4 separate regions of the Pan troglodytes genome follow, and regions 2, 3 and 4 are each linked to region 1. The links are chromatin contacts, called in public Hi-C and HiChIP or PLAC-seq maps. All regions are on one chromosome and are shown on one strand. Each heading gives the region's core, a stretch centred on a gene start, on an enhancer-like site or on the middle of the called end of the contact. The rest is flanking DNA. Distances are from core to core; before and after follow the strand shown. Region 1 holds the start of GJA1 (gap junction protein alpha 1). Region 2 has its middle 220 kb from the start of HSF2. Region 3 holds the start of HSF2 (heat shock transcription factor 2). Region 4 has its middle 370 kb from the start of HSF2.

What was found. Hi-C and Micro-C count contacts between places; a contact is called where the count stands out from the background. HiChIP or PLAC-seq counts read pairs in DNA pulled down with a chosen protein or histone mark.
Region 2: an H3K4me3 HiChIP or PLAC-seq map of stem cell-derived excitatory neurons shows a contact between it and region 1, with 16 times the contacts expected there. The contact joins the enhancer-like site here to the promoter of GJA1 in region 1. A contact is called at or near these places in 4 of 7 Hi-C or Micro-C datasets (blood, induced pluripotent stem cells and stem cell-derived neural progenitor cells), 1 of 1 datasets of contacts at active chromatin or transcription factors (stem cell-derived excitatory neurons) and 1 of 1 other capture datasets (stem cell-derived neural stem cells).
Region 3: an H3K4me3 HiChIP or PLAC-seq map of stem cell-derived excitatory neurons shows a contact between it and region 1, with 13 times the contacts expected there. The contact joins the promoter of HSF2 here to the promoter of GJA1 in region 1. A contact is called at or near these places in 1 of 7 Hi-C or Micro-C datasets (stem cell-derived neural progenitor cells) and 1 of 1 datasets of contacts at active chromatin or transcription factors (stem cell-derived excitatory neurons).
Region 4: a contact with region 1 is called in a Hi-C map of induced pluripotent stem cells, with 4 times the contacts expected there. The contact joins the enhancer-like site here to the promoter of GJA1 in region 1. A contact is called at or near these places in 4 of 7 Hi-C or Micro-C datasets (blood, induced pluripotent stem cells and stem cell-derived neural progenitor cells), 1 of 1 datasets of contacts at active chromatin or transcription factors (stem cell-derived excitatory neurons) and 1 of 1 other capture datasets (stem cell-derived neural stem cells).

The regions. Positions count from the first base shown.
Region 1 is chr5:133,310,439-133,313,138 of NHGRI_mPanTro3-v2.0_pri, reverse strand. GJA1 (gap junction protein alpha 1) reads right to left here and starts at 1,250. Exons shown (of 2, transcript XM_001164338.4): 1 at 1,013-1,250.
Region 2 is chr5:134,058,479-134,061,178 of NHGRI_mPanTro3-v2.0_pri, reverse strand. No RefSeq gene overlaps it. Among named protein-coding and RNA genes, the nearest start is that of HSF2, 220 kb to the left of the region's middle. Within about 2 kb of position 1,293, at least 1 of the 24 cell types and tissues checked has an H3K27ac peak or open chromatin away from gene starts, as enhancers often do. A contact at or near this core is called in stem cell-derived excitatory neurons, where this site is marked.
Region 3 is chr5:134,276,975-134,279,674 of NHGRI_mPanTro3-v2.0_pri, reverse strand. It overlaps HSF2 (heat shock transcription factor 2), which reads right to left and starts at 1,429. Exons shown (of 13, transcript XM_016956240.3): 1 at 1,129-1,429. The coding sequence starts at 1,221.
Region 4 is chr5:133,904,903-133,907,602 of NHGRI_mPanTro3-v2.0_pri, reverse strand. No RefSeq gene overlaps it. Among named protein-coding and RNA genes, the nearest start is that of HSF2, 370 kb to the left of the region's middle. Within about 2 kb of position 1,347, at least 1 of the 24 cell types and tissues checked has an H3K27ac peak or open chromatin away from gene starts, as enhancers often do. A contact at or near this core is called in induced pluripotent stem cells, where this site is marked.

The sequences.
Region 1 (2,700 bases), core at 1-2,500:
GAGCTCCAACTCCAAAGAACTGCCCCAGAGTTCTGAATTCTGTTACAGGTTCGAGCAGAGGGAAGGTGCGGGGCGGCGGGTGTTGGCGGGGGGAGCTCCCAAAGCGCTGTTTAAGAAAGTTTTTTTCCTGCTCTTTCTAGGAGCTCCTGTTTTAGGAGACGGTTTTGGAAAAGCACCCTGGCATACACTCTTTTTTAAACGTCTGATCTCTAATGCTCTGTAACTAACCACCACCCATTCAAGAGATTTCATCTCCTAAACTGCCAACGTGGTCGAGTAAAAGCTGTCTCTCCTGGGGGTCTCAAATCTTTCCATAGCGGTTGCTAACACAAAGTAACAATTTACTGTTGATTTTTAAAGCATAATATTAATACTCTTGAATTTTATACCTTTTTGTTTAATGGGGAAAATTCTAGGAAGGAACCACGTGGAAGTCAAGTAACCACGATGTTTTAACAAAGCACTTTGTCACAAAAGAAGTTGGCTTTGCAAAGCTATAGAACATCAATCAAGATTTCCATATGAAAAAAGCACTTTATTCTATGAAGTGTAGAATACTATAGGAAGCACGCTAAGCAAATTTGCACTTTGATTTTTCCGATGTAGTCAGTCAAATCCCCCAACCCAGGCGCCTAACCGCCCCCCCCCCCCCGCCACCCAACAAATGATAGCACCTAGACTATTCCTGATTACAAAAAAAGACAAAAACAAAATAAAATGATACTCTAAAATGAAAAACCGAACATCCAGTAAACTAATCCTTTATTCTAATCGGAAAGGTTTGAACCTTTTCACCTGTTGCAATGTTAATAGAAACTTTTTTAACAGTCAAAATATATATTTGGTACAATAAATTTTAACTTTAAAACTATAGAAACACTTTCAAATCCATCAATCCATTTACAGTATCATAATTCAAAATTACATTTAACACATTTTAAAACTTTAGAAAAGTTTTACTTGTAGAAAAAGAAACTAATAGGTAACGTGTTCTCATTTTTTAAAAACTTACTCTTTTGCTTAAAAGTAGTGAAGTCACGCCAAGTGATTGAACTCCTTGGAGGATGAAGTAAAATGAAAAGGCAAGTTCAGGCACTCAGACCTGTCTATTTAAAGTTTAAAACTCCGCTGCTGTTTGGTACTTTCCTCACGCCTTCCCCCTAATGAAAGAAAAGTGCTGATACCTCGTAAAAGCTTTTTTGTAACTTGGAGCACAGAGCTTTTAAAAGTTTCAAGCCACTGACCCAACTGGGAGGAGGGGCTAGAAGAAAGGGGAGGGCAAAGGGAAAGGCTGGGAGGAGGTAGGGAGGAGGCTGGTAAATGTGGAAGGGCTGGGGGGAGAAGAGGCAAAGAGCAGCAGTGGGATCAGGATAAAGTTGTAGTTTAAATTTGCTGATGAGGAAAAATAAAAAAGCATTAGGGACATGAACGCCTCTACTTGGAGTTGCTCCTCACACATAAGAATCATTGATTACAGTGCTTGCTTCACCAGAAGACCGGGGATAATGGGGGGAAAAGGTGTATATTTTTATTACAACATTGTCTAAAATTTTTAAAGTAGCTTACAATAAATAAAAATGGTGGGGAAGCATATAACCAGTTCAAGCTTGTTTCACATTGACCAAGGTGTGTGAAGTTAGAGGTAGGTGTGAGTGACCTGTTTGATGATCTAATTCCCTTCCTTTAAATGTAAGCAAGGACAATTAACAAAGGGAATGGTGGAGATGGGAGAGAGACATTTCAAAAATTGACATAGATGAAGAAAAGTCCATACCCAATCCATCTTTCAACCCCTTGACTGCTTTGAATTTTTACTTTCTTTCAGTTTAGCAAAAGGCTGTGTGTGTATATACATTTTTTACATATATAGCATGTTTTGTTTGCCTATGAAATCTTGATATCTGACCTCTACCATGTCTCCAGAAATATTAAGGCCCTATTTATGCCAAGACACTAAAACCCAAATCTGTAGTGAAATGTGAGGATTTTAAAAATACAGACTATGGTTGCATTAAGTAGGTTCCCAAACTATTCAGCCCTCCTTAAAATCAGTTCCCCCTCTCAAGCCCACTAGAGAGTTTTCTGCCCAACGACAGTAAAGCTGGGCATATCATCTTTATGTGCTTCCCTATCCCCTTCCAAATGCTCTCCCTCTTCAGGGCTCTGCATTAGGGTTTATAATGGCCTGAGTCATGTGGCCTCAATCTTAGAGCAGGCAGCTCCTCTGAGGGCTTCCCAAATGCCATAACACAGTGTTGTGGTAGGACAATTCCTCATAAACAGGCTTCAGTGATGCTCCTGAGGTTGGACAGGAAATTTCTTGGCCAGTATTCTCTGGAGGGAAAGCAAACTCATCTGGCCTTCCTATTCCTAACACTTTTCTCACTCAGGCAAATACCAGAAAAAAGAAGGATGCCAAATATATTCTGGTAGACACCGTTCCCTAATTAAACTTTCACTGAAATGACTAATATAACATCTTTTGAAATGTTGCAGGTTTTTTTTTTTTCTTTTCTGAGACGGAGTTTCGCTCTTGTTGCCCAAACTAGAGTGCAGTGGCGCGATCTCTGCTCACCGCAACCTCCGCCTTCCGGCTTCAAGTGATTCTCCTGCCTCAGCCTCCTGGGTGGCTGGGATTACAGGCCTCCGCCTCCCAAAGTGCTGGGATTACAGGCGTGAGCCGCCGCGCTGGGCCCAAAT
Region 2 (2,700 bases), core at 44-2,543, 750 kb before region 1:
ACAATTACATTTTATAGAAGAAACTGTCTTATTTATTCATATAAGATATAGTCATCATAAATTTGGATAAATTTTACAGCATTTAATTCAGTTTCTTCCTCTCCTTTCATTTCAAAATCAAAAATACCTGTGTTGGTATTTCCTGAAAAGTGGGCTTAAGTTATGTCTCTTCTATAGAAGTCTGCACTACCTGAGGTGGTAATAAACCAGAAGGTACTGTTAGCATATATGAAGCACTGTATTTGCATTATTTTTCTTTCCTCCTTGAATATATTATCCTTCTTTCTTTGGGGTAAAACATGTTTCAACTCACAACCAGTTTAGCCCTCTCTCAAATATTTCTTATCCTCCAACGTTGTCTCCAGGCAGAAAAGCCTTTTGCAATATTGCCAAGAGCAGCAGCCACAGTGAACTTACTGGATAAGACATTTCTCTTCCTTTTCCACAGAGAGCACTAAGAAAGAGCTTCTAGGCTCAGCAGGTGTAATGGTTAATCACTGAGTGACTGGAGCAGGCTATGAATGGAGGATAATTTGATGAACACGTTAAATACCTGCTAACATCGTATTTTTGTTAATGTCCAAGGGCACTGAAGATTGTAGCAGAATTCTACTTGAAGTGACTTACTTGAAATGTTACTTATGCTAGTGTGCAAGAGTTAGGAGAACTGAACAATTTTGCACTTTCTTTGAGGAATGCGTTTCCCTGGTTGGCAACAGACTGTGACTTAGAAAAATAATTTTTTCCAACTGTTACAGTTTAGAGTGAAAATGGCACTGAAATGGCAAAAGGTAAATTATACCAACTATAGGTGCAATGCAAGTGAGGGTATTTCTATCTGCTGGAAAATCACTCAGTACACTTTTATTACCCTTTCTTTCCACTTTGTACAGTGTATTAAAATAAATAAATGAGAAAGCAGTGGAAAATAATCGTAATTTCTAATTTAAATGTAGTGCCATGAGAGGGCTGATCTGAATAAATGCTTTTGCATCTTTATTTAGAAATACAGAAAGGAAGAGTTAACCTACCCTGTACTCCATTTTATCCAGATGGTGCATAGTATGTTAAAAAGAACTAGGGATCCAGACTCCCAAAGACCTCAACCATTAAATTAAACATGTAATCTAAAATGGATGTCTGAGAAGAACAATAGATAATTTTTCAGACCTCTCACAATACATGTGAATTGGATGGTGTTCGATTTAATAGACAGTAATGCTGACTTCTCAACAGCTTCCCTAAGGGTCTCTTCTGTGTTTATCCTTTGCCATCTAGCAGATTCAGTGCTGTTGCTAGACAAAGAATTCTGATTGATTCAGTGTATACTGATCACTCCTCATTATATGCGCAGTGGAGACCCTGGGAAGAAAATTCATTACATTTAGATACTGATAATTGTTGAGAGCTGGAGCCTGAGTTTTATGACTACTTTGTAGGCCTTAGCTTTAATGACTAACATGAGAAAGTACTCCTTAGGACCCTGCTGCTAGATGGCACAGGCATCAAAAAGAGATTCCCAAATAAAATGAACCAAAACCACTTTCCACTGTGTTCTGGGATTCGTTCAAACAGTTTGGGAATGAGCAGACTTTTCTCTTGAATCAAACCCAATATTCTTTTTTAGATTTGGAAAAAGTCTTCAAATTTCTCTTCCAGTACCTATGGGGCATGTTAGAAACATTAGTAACATTTACTAAGGGGATCCTTTCCCATTCGCTAAAGCGAGAGCTAGTGTTGACAGCCAATATTCAGCTAACCACAGGGGCTTGCTGGTGATGGTCAGAGGCTGTCTGCCCACCTGGCAATGGCTGGCATTGTTATCTGCTAAATCAGGATTATATTTCTGACACTTAGCTAAAGGATTCTTTAAGAGCTGCACTGTTTAGAATAATAATAAAAACAATGAAGATTCTCGAACAATGAGTACCTACTCTGTGCCAGGTAATGTAATAAGTTCTTTACAAATATAATCTGAATCTTCAAGACATCCCATAAGATAACTAATAATATTATTCCTATTATTTTATAAATCAAGAAAGAGAGTTTTAGAGAGGTTTAAAAATGTAAGTTACTTATTAAGAAGCAGAGTAAGGATTCCATGTTAAGGCTCTGATCCAAAGCATATGCTTTTAGCATCTGGTTATATTACTTCTTAAACCTGCAATGTATAAGGTGAACTATTATATCTGAAAGGTTGAAATTTCAAAAAATTCATATTAGCTATAGATTTCAATGTTTGTCTCCAGGTGAATTTTCAAAACTTCTCAAATACTTGCCTGAGTGTCAGCCTCTCTTGGTTTCACATGTTTCAATGTCCCCAGTCTGAGCAGTGGGAGGCAGCAGAAGGCCAGTGTTATCTTCAAACTGGATAATCAAATTCTGTTTCGTGGGTCTCTGGTTGTTGTAGACTTAAGATATTAACAACATTGATAAATTTTGTTTTATAATAGAGTGCAATCATATGTTTAATAAATTATAACTGACCAGGACATCTTTCCTAGGGTTCATATCATTATGCAAAAATAGCCACTTTTTAAATTATAAAATAATGTCTGTTACTTGGACATAGGAATTTTTTCCTTATTGCAATTAGTGCTTTTGTGGTCACAGAAAGAACATTGACATAGTGTCTGTTGAGGACAGAGAAGCAAGAAGAATTTTGTTTTTGGCACTGATTCTAATGTAACTAAGAAGTCA
Region 3 (2,700 bases), core at 180-2,679, 970 kb before region 1:
TATAATAGGAGGAGAACAGGAAAGAAAGGAGGACGGGAGATAACATTTACTCAGCACTTAACAGGTGCCAGGCACTATGCAGGTAGTTTTCACTTATTCTTCTCAAGAACTACACATATGAAAATATGCCTCCATAGGAGATCATCTACAATAAGAGTTAACCACTTCCCTTCATAAAAATGATTCCAACAGCCTAGGAGTGTATTCTAATGCACATGCACTGTGGATGTAAATAATCATTCTGCCTAAAATCTTGTATTTGGGACTGATATAGGTCTTGGGTCACCTAGGCAACCCATCCATCTTATGAAAGATTTAACTTAGGCCAGACAAGATAAAGGGCTGGACTAATGTCATCCTTGTTTAGAAGCAGAGTTGAGATCAAACCAATAATCAACACATCGATATGCCCCTCTGCTGGTAACTGTTCAGCGAAATTTAGTAACTACTAAGTTATCACCTATTAGTACTTTATTAAAACAATCCTAATAATCCCATTATACAAATAGCACAGAATCTCAAAAGAATAATTTGTTAATTTCTATATATTTTTAAAACCAACTGATAAGCAGTAACCTGCGTTTGAACGTATGTCTATTGCCCTGACTGCTCTCCACATAAAGATGCCAGATGCAAAGCAATGTTGGGAGAACCGGGGGTGATCGGTCGCTGAGGTAAAGATCGCCTCCTATAAAGCCCCACGTTGATGATCCTGGCCCTGGGCTCCCTGTCCCCTCCGCGATTTGTAACCCCTGAGCCGGGCGGGAGGACGGAGGATGAGTGTGCAGTAAAGAGGCTCCCGCGCCCTCGGCTCGCCGATTCCCCTCGCGACGCCGGGCCGGTTCCGAACGCGGACCGGACCGTTAAGGGGCTGCCTGGGCCGCTACGCCCCGCGCGGGCCGCCCCTCCCCCACCGCGGCCTGAGGCGAGCGGCGCTGCCGGCCGGGCCCCCGCGGCTCCCCGAGCGAACAATACAGGGGGTCCCCCGCGAGGCTGAACGCCAAGGCCCCGCACCGCGGGCCTCGCAGACAGCGTCGAGCCGCAAGGCCGCGAGAGACCACCCCGCAGGAGAGCGAGTGAGGAGGCGGTTATTCAGGGGGTTCAGAGGCCGCCGTGGCCTGACCGTACCTGGCTCCAGGTGATGAACTCGTTAGTGTGGGTTTCCTCTACAAGCGTCCACAGCTTGCTGAGGAAAGCCGGCACGTTCGAACTCTGCTTCATTGTTAACGCGGCGCAGGGATTCCAAATTCTACACCCGAACGCGGTGGTAGCGGCGGCGGCAGCTACGGCAGCAGCTCCCCGAGAACGCCCACAACGCAGGCGCAGCAGATCTTGGTCCCCGCCCCCCGCAACCCCGCCAGGCGCGCGGCAAGGCCGAGAGGCCGGGCGGCCGCACGTGACGGACAGGTCTCCGCGCTCCGCCTGTGCGCGCAGTGGTTCCGCGCCGGTCTCGTCCCTGGCCAATCCCAGGGGCCGACTGCACGACAGAGAAAGGCGATTGGCTGCTGCTGACATGAAGGGGGTGGGAGCAGAAGGGGGTGGGAGCAGAAGGGGGCGCTGCCTGCTCATTTGCCTTTTATACAGAAGCCTTGATGGTAGCAGACCTTAGGCTTGGGAGACCGTGTTTGGATGTTTCACGTGGAAACAGCTTATGGTTTCTGGGCTGTGGCTGGGAGGCTACAAAAACCCTTCAGGGCCTTTGAGTCATAAGTTTGGCAGGCAAAGTGTGGTTTGCACCAGTTTAGAGAAAGGATCCATTTGCATAAGGAAAAAACCAGCTCTCAAGCATGATGTGCTAGGCCCCAAATCGAAATTGTCTTAAAAATAATGAACCTTGTTCTTACATTTTCATTGGGAGAAAAAGCCCTCTTTAAAATATGTTTATCAAAAAGAGCAGTTTAAATAACTCACTCTCGATTACTTAAAACTGTAAACCAGGAACTGCAATTGATACATCATGTGCTGTTTTTAATCCAGTCATCAAGTGCCTACTCTGTACCCAGAATAAAAAGAAATAGACTCATTTGTACTATTTTAGTTAATTAAAATAGTTTTTCCTGCGTATACTTTACAGATATATTCTTTTTTGCCTGAGAGATTGGTATAGTGGAAAAAACAATGGAAAAGGAGTCAGTAGATCTCAGTTTAGATAAAGCCTCTCGGACATTTTTCTGTATATTAAAATACACTGGTTCTGTCATTTAGAACAATTCCTTAGCCACCAGTGCCAGTTTTTTCCATTTCTTGACTGGGAATAAGATCTATCTTTTTACCCACTAAGAGTGTCTTTAATACTATAATGGCTGTGCAAATGTTTTGAAAATATGAAGTCTACAAAATTCGACTTTTTTTTTTTTACAAAAGTCAGCATGTGAAGGCAAAAACTTACAAACAAGTCAGAGATAACATACAAAACTTCAACATAGGATTGGTTTACTTCTTGGGTAAATGTAAAATAGTACATTAAATATATATATATCATTTAATGGAAGATATATATATATCTCCTCCAATGAGCAAGTATTTAGTGAATGCTGCCTTTGTGCTCAGCACTGGGATGTTGGCTGAAGCAAAATCAGATATATGGAGGCATACATGTGATAGAGGAAGTAATATTTGATGAGCCCTTATATATGCCAAGGGCTTTACATATATTATTGAATCCTCACAACAACCCAATGAACTAGGTTTTATTACCCC
Region 4 (2,700 bases), core at 98-2,597, 590 kb before region 1:
AGTACTTTTGTTTACCTCTAAGTTTGAAAGGTAGAAAATATGATAAAATTTGAGTGTTGTACTTAGCAATATTTTCTAATATGATTCACCCGGCTGCTGATTAACCCCAAATTTCCTAAGTTGCTGTAAATTTTCTAATATTCTCATTTATATAAACTTACTTTTATATTTTCTAATATTCTCATATGCTTTATATAAACTTGCATGAGCCTAAAACCATTAATAACAAAATACTTTAGCCCGTTATAGTAATCAACTTGACAACTTACCACCTTAAATGAGAAGGTAGAATATCTTTCCGCCAGTGTTCCATTCCACAAATATTCGTTAAGCCCCTTACATTAACAAGGCCCTGCACTAAAATGTTGTGAATGATGTAACTATGAGCCTATCTGAATACAATATTTAGATGTGGCTTAATATTTATAGAAATAACTTAATATTTATAGAAATAAGTATTAAGAATTAAGAAATAAATATTAAGAATATTATTTATAGAAATAAATATTAAGTGGGTTTCTTGGGCACAAATAGAAACCAAATAAGGCTTAATTATTGATAATGAAAAAAAGCCTTTTTATTGAGTTGACCCTGTTTTACTCAGCCTAATTGCCATAAATTCAAAGATTATATAGTATAGCTAGATTTATTTTAGTTCAAGCTATAAATTGGTATTGACAAGATGTGTCTTAAAACATAATGGATTCATTTTTTATATTATGTTTTTGTGATGACAAAACACATCTTCTAAAACAATCATCAAACAGTTGCAACCATCTGTTGTTAAGAACAGAGAAGCAAAGTACTTTATTTCCTCTTTCATTTTTTTTTGTAAGCCTGCACGTCAGCATGTACTTCTCCCCAAACTTTACATCAGCAGTTTGCCAACTTGCTTTGCTATATTGATTTCATGCTTGTTTCATTAATCATCTGTCAGACTCTTTTATCAATGGATAGACAACTTTGCAGACTGATTGCTAGCTCTAAATGTTAAATTTCCTACCATCTCAAGATTCAGTTGACAGTGGTACTCAATGAAAAATGCTACGTCAAAATTTTGGGCAAATTGATCTTTTTGGATCTCAATCTCCTCATCTCTTAGAAATCCAAAAAAGATAAAAAGAAATGATATCTACATTACCTGCAGCTTTAAGTATCTATGAAATGTGACTGATGTAAACATATAAGAAATATTACAGTAGGATTTCCAATCCCAAGAATGATTACTACTATTGAGAGGTATTCAATGACATACGTTAGTCAGTAGATGGCACTGTTTATTATGGTATTCCCATTAGGAAAGCAGTTACAAAATGTCAATTGCCTCACCTGATCAGGGTAGGGGAGGAGAGGACGAGGCTCTGTTCTTACAGAAGAGAACACATGGATTTCTCAGAGGTTAGAGTGACCTGGAGAAGGAATCCAGTTCATCTTATCTATTAGATCTTGGAAAGGGAAATTCTATTCTAGATATTTTTCAGAGATGGATATGTTTAACACACTTCATTAACCACTTTCAAATTTGAAACACTTAAGAAATCTACTTAGATCACATCTTTTCTTGTCCTTGTATTTGGTCCTGAGTGAAATTCAGAAAAATCATTTCCATTTCCTTTCTTTAAAAATCCTTCCAGCTCTATAGGGAGCACTCTTACTTTACACAAGCATTTTTTTCTTCCTTAGGATCTTCAGTCTGAGAAACACTTCAAATTTATGGGAAATGACTACCCACCATGCCTTCTTGAATTCTAATATGCCTTTCATATCAGGGCCACATATACAATGTAGTATCTATACATGCATTTAGGTATTCAATAACCAAAATATGTATATATTTGCAGTACACAACAGATATACATAGTATTTCCATTAGCCAGAAACAACTACAATCTTTTGGAGAAATTAATAGAGCAAAATGAATAAAACATAATTCATAACTGTTAGGTATAGAATGTTGCTTTCAGCTACCATCTCTTTTCATCTTTCTCTTTTTGCTGTTTTTTTCATGACTTTAAAAACAGTTTATAAGTGAAAATAAATAGGAACAAAGGACTGTGTAAATGAACTCTATCAAGTAAATATTCAGAACAGTTTTGTTATAAGTTCAGAGAGGTAACCATCCTGGACCATCAGATATCATTCTTTTTCTTTAAAAATTTTAAGGAAACATTAGTGCACTTAAGCTTTATACAATTCTGTCTCCCTGTATTGTATTTTAAGTCTCTGAAAAGCATGGAATATGTTGTATATGTTCATGGATCCCAAGAGTTTTACACAGTATTTGATTAGTTAAGATAGACTATGGGTACTTAATGAATACTGCCTAAATGAATTAATAAATAATTTAACCTAAGTTAATTGAATCATTCAGGAGAATTGTCAGCTACTTTCAAAATATAGTTTCAATAACTATCATGTCAGCATTTGGTTCCCCTATGATAAGTCTACTTATCGTATTGTGTGTGGAGTCAGTAGCTTTCCTTGTGTTACTAATAAGAAATGAAAACAAGGACAAAGGAAACCCATTTGAACAACTTATTCTATGTAGAAATGTGATTAGATTAAATGTCCTTTTCTCACCTTCTGATTGTTATGAGTACATTCATTAAATCAACTTATTCTGTACAAAATATTTTTTTCTAGACAAAACATTATCATCAGACTTTCCTTTGTATTGTCTTACAATTACAACCTTACTCA